Regions from separate parts of the Sus scrofa genome. Here region 2 is linked to region 1. A link is a contact called in public HiChIP or PLAC-seq data. All regions are on one chromosome and are shown on one strand. Each heading gives the region's core, a stretch centred on a gene start, on an enhancer-like site or on the middle of the called end of the contact. The rest is flanking DNA. Distances are from core to core; before and after follow the strand shown.

Region 1 (5,052 bases), core at 1,288-3,787:
CGCATTAAAGGAAAGTATCTGTTTAATCAATACAGAATAGAAAATGTGCATAATGTTCCCCCGTCAGTTAGACTTCATAATTTTGTCTTAACTTCCTTCCTAATTGTAATACTATTTTCTAGATGACAATGGTGGTCTGATAAATATATATTCTACTTTAGTTTTGTTAAACATATATATTTACTTATTTAGGCTGCACTGGCAGCATGCAGAAGTTTCCAGGCCAGGGATCAAACACTCACCACAGCAGTGACCTGAGTCTCCTTAACTTGCTGAGCTACGAGGGAGCGCTAGACATGCCTATTTAAAAAGAGAGTGTAAAAAAAAAGTAAATAAGAGTGTACAACCCAATCCTTTATTCAACTGGTTTGTTCTTTCCATTTTATTTCTATTTTACTTTTCCTGGTAATCTTTGTTAATGAGTAGAAATTGCCTTTATGGATCAGCAGCTATCTCAAATATTGGGTTGTAGGTTTTTTGTTTGTCCTTCTGCCTATCCCACTCTGATCCAGCTACTCTCATCTAGTCCCCTGACTAACATAACTTAAGTATGGCTCTTAAAGTTAGTACCTAGAAGAATTCAACATAATGTCATAGGTCTAGTATATTTTCTTTTCTTTAAAAAATTTAAAAAAAATTTTTTAGGGCTGCACCCATGGCATATGAAAGTTCCCAGGCTAGGGGTTGAATTGGAACTGCAGTTGCTGGCCTACACCATAGCTATAGCAATGAGGGATCTGAGCTGCCATCTGTGACTTACAGCACAGCTCACGGGCAACACAGCTCCTTAACCCACTGAGTGAGGCCAGGGATCAAACCCACATCCTCATTACCACTGAGCCATGACAGGAACTCCCAAGTCTAGTACCAAATATTTGATGAACAAAGGCACAGACAATGCTTGATATGCGACATATATTCACTCTCTTATTGGGATTATGTATATTTTTTCATTCTTTTAATGTATATATATCATTATATTTGACCAAGTTTCTTGTAGATGGCATAAATTTAAGTCATTTTTTTTTTTTTGGTCCATTCTGGCAGTTCCTGTTTTAAAATTAGTACTTAGATCATTTACATTAATGTTATTGTTGATATGTTGGGTTTAGACTGATGGTATACCAAATCTGTGTTCTTCCCCAATCTACCTGTTGACGTTTACTTTCCAGAGTCTTCAAGAAGTAGTTCGGAGTTCCTGGTGTGGCACAGCAGAAATGAATCCGACTAGGAACCATGAGGTTGAGGACTCGATCCCTGGCATCGCTCAGTGGGTTAAGAAGCTGGTGTTTCTGTGAGCTGCAGTGTAGGTCACAGACGTGGTTCGGATCCCGAGTTGCTGTGGCTGTGCCATAGCCTGCAGCTGTAGCTCTCTCTGATTTGATCCCTAGCCTGGGAACCTCCATATGTCGTGAGTGAGGCCCTAAAAAACAAAATTAAAAAAAAGATCTTCTGTGCTTCTGTCCAGGTTTTGTAGTTATACTCAGTGAGAAAGAAGGGATGAAATATGCTTACTCCATCTTGCCTATAAGGGGGACTCAGGGAATAATTATTTTTAGAATTCCTCTGAATCTGGGGAACAGATTCCAAGTGTCTGACTGTCACGTTAAGGTTCCTGTCAGATCACAGAGACTCAAATGTGCCCTGAATCCAACATACTTAAATAAGATTTTTCCTTCAGCAATTAAAAAAAATATATTCTCAAGCTTTCTCAGGATGGGCTCCTCGTAGAGCTCTTCACAGTTTGCTGCTGCAGCCTCAGAAGTTCCCCCACAGTTCAGAGATGCTTGGGGTGAACATCCAAAATGATGATGACTTCTAAGACCAAATCAAACAAAATCTCTAGATTAGCAGATGACTGATGTCAACAAAATCATGCCTTTTGTAAAAGTGCCATTTTTATTTATTTATTTATTTTTGGGTCTTTTGTCCTTCTTAGGGCTGCACCGTGGCATATGGATTTTTCCGGGCTAGGGGTCCAATTGGAGTTGCAGTCATTACCTACACCAGAGTCACAGCAACACCAGATCCAAGCCTCGTCTGAGACCTACACCACAGCTCATGGCAACATTGGATCCTTAACCCACTGAGCAAGGCCAGGGATCAAACCCACAACCTCATGGTTCCTAGTCAGATTCGTTTCTGCTGCGCCACAATGGGAACTCCAAAAGTGCCATTTTTAATGCTTTTATTGCCTTTTCTTCCTACTGCTTAGGAACCCTATCTATTGTCTTTCAACCTAGAGGTGCTAAGACTCTCAAAGACCCCACCTAATTGAGGACAAGTGTCAGTGTCTGTAAGTAAGATGTGCATGTGGCAGCTTAGATACTATAGAACTGAGTCTGGGATGTTTTAGTCACTAAGATATTTCTCAGGGCCCAAAGACTCTTAAATATCCAGTTACTGTGAGGAAGTAACTTCAGTGGTCTCAGAATACAGAAACATCCAGCTGTTTCAGTACTTGTATATATACCATTAGAATGGTCTAATCATTGTGACACTAGAAGCTGGGACCTATTTCCTTTTTCAAGGAGGTTCCAGAATCAACCACTAGTTTGTAGATATAGTATGCCATCTACTGCCTATAAGTGGTCTTTGCATGCTTGCTTTCATGGTTTTAAAAATACGCTATTCAAAATGGAAATTATATGTTTTGTTGTTTCTTATGAATGGATGAGGCTGCAAATCTGATTTTTTTCCAATCTACAATTCAATGAACTGCCTCCTTCATTCTAGACATCGGATCTAGGTAAAATTTTACCATCTCTAATCCTTTAATAGTGGGTTAGAACTGGAGCTTTCAAAAAATATTATTGGGTGTTCCCATTGTGGCTCAGATGTTAATGAACCCAACTAGGATCCATGAGGATGTGGGTTTGATCCCTGACCTCACTCAGTAGGTTAAAGATCCGGCATTGCCGTGAGCTGTGGTGTAGGTCCCAGACACAGCTTGGATCCTGCGTTGCTGCGGCTGTGGCATAGGCCGGCAGCTGTAGCTCCAATTGGACACCTAGCCTGGGAACCTCCATATGCTGCGGGTGTGGCCTTAAGTATAATTAAGGGAATGGATTATATCAATCAAATTCTGGGGTAGCTTATTTCATAGTAATAAGTAATAGTTAGAAGTTCAATAACGTTTCTAGTTGCTGCGGGAAAAAAATAAAACTCGTCCTCACCTATGTTTAAATTCTGTGGTCAGAAATGCAAAAGAGAATGTAGAAAAAGGTAGACCAAGCCTTTGCAATTTCATTTTTTATCTCTTGGAAAATTCTATCCTCCACATCTTCCTCAGCTTCTCTCCTTATCAACATTCAGTTCTCAACTCAACCATCTGGGGGAAATAGCCACTCAGCTCCTTTTCGCACTCCCATCACTCTCTAGACCATTACCCTGTTCTTATTTTTTCATAGCACTATCATTAACCGAAATTATTTGATGCATTTATTTGTCAGTGTGTCTACTGCCTTTCTTCCCTAGCTGCCCCCCACTAGAAGTAAAGGCCATTTTCTTGTTCACTGCTAATTCCCCAATACTTAGAATAGGACCCAAACCATGATATTTGTTTAAAAATTAATAGATATAATTATTTTGTGACATAAGCCATCTCTAGCTTAGAGATTGTTTGGTTTGGCCTTAGAAAAGTCATCATCATTTTGGATGCTCACCCCAAGCATCTCTGAACTGTGGGGGAACTTCTGAGGCTGCAGCAGCAAACTGGGAAGAGTTTTATGAGTAGCCAATCCTGGGAGCATTCAAGAATATATATATTTTTTAATTCCTGAAGGAAAACATGTATGTTGGATTCAGGGCACATTTGAGACTCTGTGATCTGATAGGAACTTTAACATGATAGTCAGAAACTTGGATTCTGATCCCCAGATTCAGAGGAGCTCTAAAAATATTTATTCCCTGAGTCCCATCTACAGTCAAGATGGAGTAAGCGTATTTCATCCCTTCTTTCTCACTGAGTATAACTACAGAACTGGACAGAATGCATGGAACAACTACTTGAAGACGCTGGAAAGTAAATATCAACATGCAGATTGGGGAAGAACACCAGGATTTGGCATACTCCAGTCTAAACCCAAACATATCAACAATGGCATTAATACAATGATCTGAATACTCATTTTAAAATACTTGTCAGACTGTATTAAAAAATGACCTAAATTTGAAGTTCCCATCATGGCTCAGCAGTTAACAAATCTAACTAGCATCCATGAGGACACAGGTTCAATCCCTAGCTTTGCTCAGTGGGTTAAGGATCTAGCATTGCCATGAGCTGTGGTGTAGGTCAAAGACATGGCTCAGATCCTGCATTGCTGTGGCTATGGCATAGGCCAGCAGCTACAGCTCTGATTCAACCCCTAGTCTGAGAATCTCCACATGCCAGGATGTAGCCCTAAAAAGTAAAAAAGTGACCTAAATTTATGCCATCTATAAGAAACTTGGTTCCAATATAATGATATAATACATTAAAAGTTAAAGGAAGGAAGCAATATACCATGCAGACACTAGTCAAAGGAGAGCTGAAATGGCTATATTAATATCTGATCTGGCTGACTTGAGATAAAATAAAATTACTAGGGTTAAAGAGTTAATTCACCAAGAACTCATGCAATTCTGTCTATGCAACAATAGAGCTTCAAAATATATGAAGCAAAAGCTGACAGAACTGAAAGAAGAATATATATCCACAGTTGATATTGGAGATGTCAACACTCCTTTCTCAGTAGCAGAGATAATAGATTTTTTTTTTTTTTTGTCTTTTGTCTTTTCTTGTTGTTGCTATTTCTTGGGCTGCTCCCGCGGCATATGGAGATTCCCAGGCTAGGGGTTGAATCGGAGCTGTAGCCCCCAGCCTACGCCAGAGCCATAGCAACGCATGATCCGAGCCGCGTCTGCAACCTACACCACAGCTCACGGCAACACCGGATTGTTAACCCACTGAGCAAGGGCAGGGACCGAACCCGCAACCTCATGGTTCCTAGTCGGATTCGTTAACCACTGCGCCACGACGGGAACTCCAGATAATAGATTTTTTAAAAACCC
Region 2 (5,052 bases), core at 719-3,218, 260 kb before region 1:
TTTCCATTCATTACTTAAGCAAAGAAGGAAAAATTCAAACCTAAATCTCCTTAGTCATGTGTTGTCTACCAAAACATTTAAATTTTAAGATGAGTGATAATATACTGAAAATAATGGCAGAATGCAGTAAGTTCCAAATAGTTATTCCCTTTTTATATTTAATCTCATGTTAGAAAGCCATTTCTTACAGGATGAAAGTTCCCAAACAGGAATCATCTTCATTAAATTCTGTGGTGGCAATGCTGATTTGTATCACTATCTTTTGTTTTAGGGTTACATAGTGGCTAGTAAAATGTCTTCTACTTTAAACCTGGTAATCCCATAATTACTAGTTAAATCAAATTTAATCAATTTCTGTCTCATATAAATATCATAGATAATTTTTATGGAAATAACATATGGTTGGCAGACTATAAGTCAACTAGCGTTTATTCATTACCAACTATGTGCTCTAAAACATGGGGTTAGTCAGCTCTTGAGGAACTCAAAATACAGATAGAAAAGACACTGAGGTAACAGCAGAGAACAGTATGTACCCAAGCGCTAAAGCATATCATACAGAGTAAACTACAAAAGCCATCAAAGAGGGCAAAGATACCCACTGTGGACTGGCATTTAAGAGCTATGAAACTTTAGAATTTATTCTAGTCAGTAGTTTTATCTTTTCCACCCTTTTTTTAAAAAATTCATAAGTAAGAAAGAAGTTAAACCATATTTCTTTTTTCATGAAGTCACTTTGCAAATTGGAAAATCAGTCCCTAGATTATACCAAATTGAGTGTATGTGCTCAACTGTATATATTCCTAGGGATATGATTGAAAGTATCCTATTTTTCCTTTGAGGGTAAGGATTATGTCTTTAATTAATTTTTTTCTTACCTTGTCTCTAGAATCTACATTGTTGATGCTCAATAAATAAGGACCGTCTGTATACTAAGAGCTCCTAGAAAGCAATAAATATATCTTACTTATGAAGCAAGTGGTTACATGTTTCTGAATGAAACTATGTTAAAAGAATTGATTTTAATTAATCACTATTTCCATCTCATTTACTTAGTTTTTATTCTCTAGCAGTATAACCTTAAAGCAAATTATTTAACCCCTCTCTGTGCCTCACTTTTTATTTTAACTTTTTATTTGGAAATCATTAATGACTCACAGGAAGTTGTAAAAATAGTACTGAGGGACCTGTGTATCCATTATCCAGATACCCCAAATAGATCTCACGCAACTATAGTATATTGTCAAAGCCAGGAAATTGATGTTGTCTGCCTTCTGAATTGGGAAAAAAAATTTCAGGGTACAAAGATGCTAAAATGAAGTAATTGACGTGGAGCAACTAGCCGGGTACGTGCCACAGCTGGTACTCAATTTATTTTAATTTTCTTCTCTTCCATTCTTTTACCCTCTATTTTTTATATCCTACTTTTCTAAAATTGCCTGTCAAGCTCTATTCTTTACAAAAAATCAGGGTAAAAGTAAATCTTTTTTTTTTTTTTTGGCCATATCCACAGCAAATGTAAATTCCTGGGCCAGGGATCAAACCTAAGCCACAGCAGTGACAATGCTGGATCCTTAACACACTGCATCATAAGAGAACTCTTAAATCTTTTCTTTTTAGTAAATATGTACTAAAGCTCAAACAGTGGCTATGGGGGATGAAATTATAAGTTATACATTTCTGTAATGTTTAAAGTTTGAGGTTTTCCTATTGTTTTTTTCCCCCTAACAGCTGCATGTTTTATTTTGGTAAATACAAACAATTAAGAAAGGAAACAAAAACAGTTTTAAATGATAAACTGTCTAGGAACGTGTGTGGTAAACCAATAAGGAATTACTAAAGGGAATAACAAAACTAAAGCGTATTGCTCAATTTCATAATCCCTAGTTATTTTCTAATTACTGATATGTAAAGTATTCAAAGCATGTTTGAGGAAGTGTTTCAGTAGTACAACATGCTTACTGTAATGTTAAAAAGAAATTCAGGGAGTTCCCGTTGTAGCTCAGCAGTAACGAACCCAACTAGTATCCATGAGGCTGAGGGTTTGATCTCTAGCCCTGTTCAGTGGGTTAAGGTTCTGGCATTGCTAAGGCTGTGGTGTAGGCCAGCAGCTGTAGCACTGATTCAGCTCCTAGGCTGGGAACTTCCACATGCCACAAGTATGGCCCTAAAAAAAAAAAAAAGAAAGGAATCCAGTTTTCCTGAAAAGTGTCATTAATTTTTTAAATACAAATGTTATCCATCTAGCAGAGAAATGTTTAAGATTTTGGAATTTAATGTGCATATTTCCATTTCAACTTGAAATATAAATATATTTAATTAGGAACAGGTAAACCCATAGATAATCCTCTGTATTCATTAATTTGTAGTCAGATACATTTAAGATAAATATAAGTACACTGGTTCTTCTGAAGTCATCTGCCTTGCAGCCATTTATATTATGGGAAAAAAAAGATTTGATAGACAAAACGAAACTTGTATTTTGGTGGAGTTCCCTAGTAGTCTAGAGGTTAGGACTCAACGCTTCCATTGCTGTGGCCCAGGTTCAGTCCCTGGTCTGGTAACTAAGATCCCAGATCATGCCAGGGTCAAAGCGGGAAAAAAAATCTTGTATTTTAGATGGATTTTTTTTCTTTTTAATTCCCCCATTATTTCTAAGATGTCAGTGTAGTTGGAGAAAAGCTTAGTTATAAAATTTAATTTCATTGTTAGAAAAGACATGGGAATTGGGTTTTTTCCAATCTTTTTATTTACAGATGTTTTAAGATACTGTTTATATGCTCTTTGTTCATAAAGCCATGTTTTGAACTCAGGCCTACAGACTTCCCATGCAGTATAATTTATTCCACACTGTACTGCTTCTTATCTATACTGAAATCAGTCAACTTCAGTAATCTAGAAATTGAAATCCTTGTTTTTGACCATGCCCTCACTACCTTCTATTTCTTTTATTTCTTTTCGTCTTTTTTTTTTTTTTTTTTTTTTTTAGGGCCTTACTCACGACATATGGACGTTCCCAGGCTAGGGGTCACATCGGAGCTGCTCTCCGAGCCATGCCTGTGACCTACACCACAGCTCGCGGCAGTGCTGGATCTTTAGCCCACTGAGGCCAGGGATCGAACCTGCATCCTCATGGATACTAGTCAGATTCTTTTCCTCTGAGCAACGACGGGAATTCTTGCTTCTTTTATTTCTTTATGCCTTACCTGAGATGCTACAAATTTGATTACCCTTAACTTTAGAATCCATGAACCCCTTATAACTTCCTTTGCCTTCTCATCCTACCTGGCCCATGTGGACATGATCAGTCAGTTCAAAAACTACCTTCCTAAGAGAGTGAATTAATAATATTTTGACTATGGATGTGTGTGTAAGTAATGTAAGAGTTATAAAATTTCCTGAACTTAGGTTACTTGTTACTCCAGAATCTTCTCACCTCTTGACTTTCTATTTACTCTCCAACTCTAATCTTGGGTCATCATATTTTTGCTACAGAATAAGGTCAAAAAGTCAGGTAATAGGGTCAGGGACATATTTATGCGACATAATTTCATCTAGGCTATAACTTCATTTCTTTGTAAAATCTGACTGAGTAGCATTCCATTGCAGATAGATAGATAGATAGATAGATAGATAGGTAGGTAGATAATCACATCTCCTTTATCCATTCATCTATTGATGGACATTTAGGCTGCTTCCATATCTTGGCTATTGTAAATAATGCTGCTATGAACATTAGATGCGTATTATCATTTTGAATTAGTGTTTTCATGTTTTTACAATATATACCCAGGAGTGGAATTGCTGGATCATGGGATAGTCTTATTTTTAGTTTTTTGAGAAACCTCCTTACTGTTGTCCACATTGGTTGCACCAGTTTGCATTCCCACCAAAAATATACAAGGGTTCCCTTTTTTTCCACATCTTCACTGCATTCGCTATTTGTATTCTTTTGTTTTTTTTGTTTTTTTTGTCTTTTGCCATTTCTTGGGCAGCTCCTGCAGCATATGGAGGTTCCCAGGCTAGGGGTCAAATCGGAGCTGCAGCCACTGGCCTAAGCCAGAGCCACAGCAACACAGGTCTGAGCCACATCTGCAACTTACACCACAGCTCACAGCAACGCTGGATGCTTAACCCACTGGGCAAGGCCAGGGATCAAACCCGCAACCTCATGGTTCCTAGTCGGATTTGTTAACCACTGAGCCATGATGGGAACTCCCCTATTTGTATTCTTTTTGATGATAGCCATTATGACAGGTGTGAAGCGATATTTCATTGTGGTTTTTCCCTGATGTACATTTCCCTGATGGTGATTAGCAATGTTGAACATCTTTTCATGTGCCGCTGAGCCATCTTCATGTCCTCTATTTAGGCCTTATGCCCTTTTTTAGAAAACATTTTATTTTACTTAATTTATTTGGCCTCACCCATGGCATATGGAAGTTCCTGGGCTAGGGAACAAACCCACACTTCCCCAGTGACCAAAGCTCCTGTGGTCAGACCCTTAACCCACTGCACCACAACAGGAACTCCCCTTAAGCCCTTTTATTTATTTATTTATTTACTGTCTTTTTAGAGCTGCACTTGCAGCATATGGAGGTTCCCAGGCTAGGGGTCTAATCGTAGCTGTAGCCGCCAGCCTACACCAGAGCCACAGCAACGTGGGATCTGAGCCGCATCTGTGATCTACACCATAGCTCACTGCAACGCCAGATCCTTAACCTACTGAGCAACGCCAAGGATCAGACCTGCAAACTCATGGTTCCTATTCAGATTTGTTTCTGCTGCGCCACGACGAAATTCTCCCTTATGCCCATTTTTTTAATCAGGTTTGTTTTTGTATGTTGAGTTGTATGAGCTGTTTGTGTATTTTATTTTATTTTTATTTTATTTTTGCTTTTTAGGGCCGCACCCACTGCCTATGGAGGTCCCAGGCTAGGGGTCAAATTGGAGCTGCAGCTGCTGGGCCTACACCACAGCCACAGCAACATCAGATCTGAGCTGCATCTGCAATCTACACCATAGCTCATGGTAACACAACGCTGGATCCTT

The links. HiChIP or PLAC-seq counts read pairs in DNA pulled down with a chosen protein or histone mark.
Region 2: a contact with region 1 is called in an H3K27ac HiChIP or PLAC-seq map of alveolar macrophages. The contact joins two enhancer-like sites. A contact is called at or near these places in 9 of 47 Hi-C or Micro-C datasets (alveolar macrophages, embryonic fibroblasts, mesenteric adipose tissue and 4 more) and 2 of 2 datasets of contacts at active chromatin or transcription factors (alveolar macrophages and skeletal muscle).

Annotation. Positions count from the first base shown.
Region 1 is chr13:73,546,881-73,551,932 of Sscrofa11.1, reverse strand. No RefSeq gene overlaps it. Among named protein-coding and RNA genes, the nearest start is that of DNAJC13, 24 kb to the left of the region's middle. Within about 2 kb of position 2,537, at least 1 of the 83 cell types and tissues checked has an H3K27ac peak or open chromatin away from gene starts, as enhancers often do. A contact at or near this core is called in alveolar macrophages, where this site is marked.
Region 2 is chr13:73,810,272-73,815,323 of Sscrofa11.1, reverse strand. All of the region lies in intron 5 of ACAD11 (acyl-CoA dehydrogenase family member 11), which reads left to right. Among named protein-coding and RNA genes, the nearest start is that of UBA5, 19 kb to the left of the region's middle. Within about 2 kb of position 1,968, at least 2 of the 83 cell types and tissues checked have an H3K27ac peak or open chromatin away from gene starts, as enhancers often do. A contact at or near this core is called in alveolar macrophages, where this site is marked.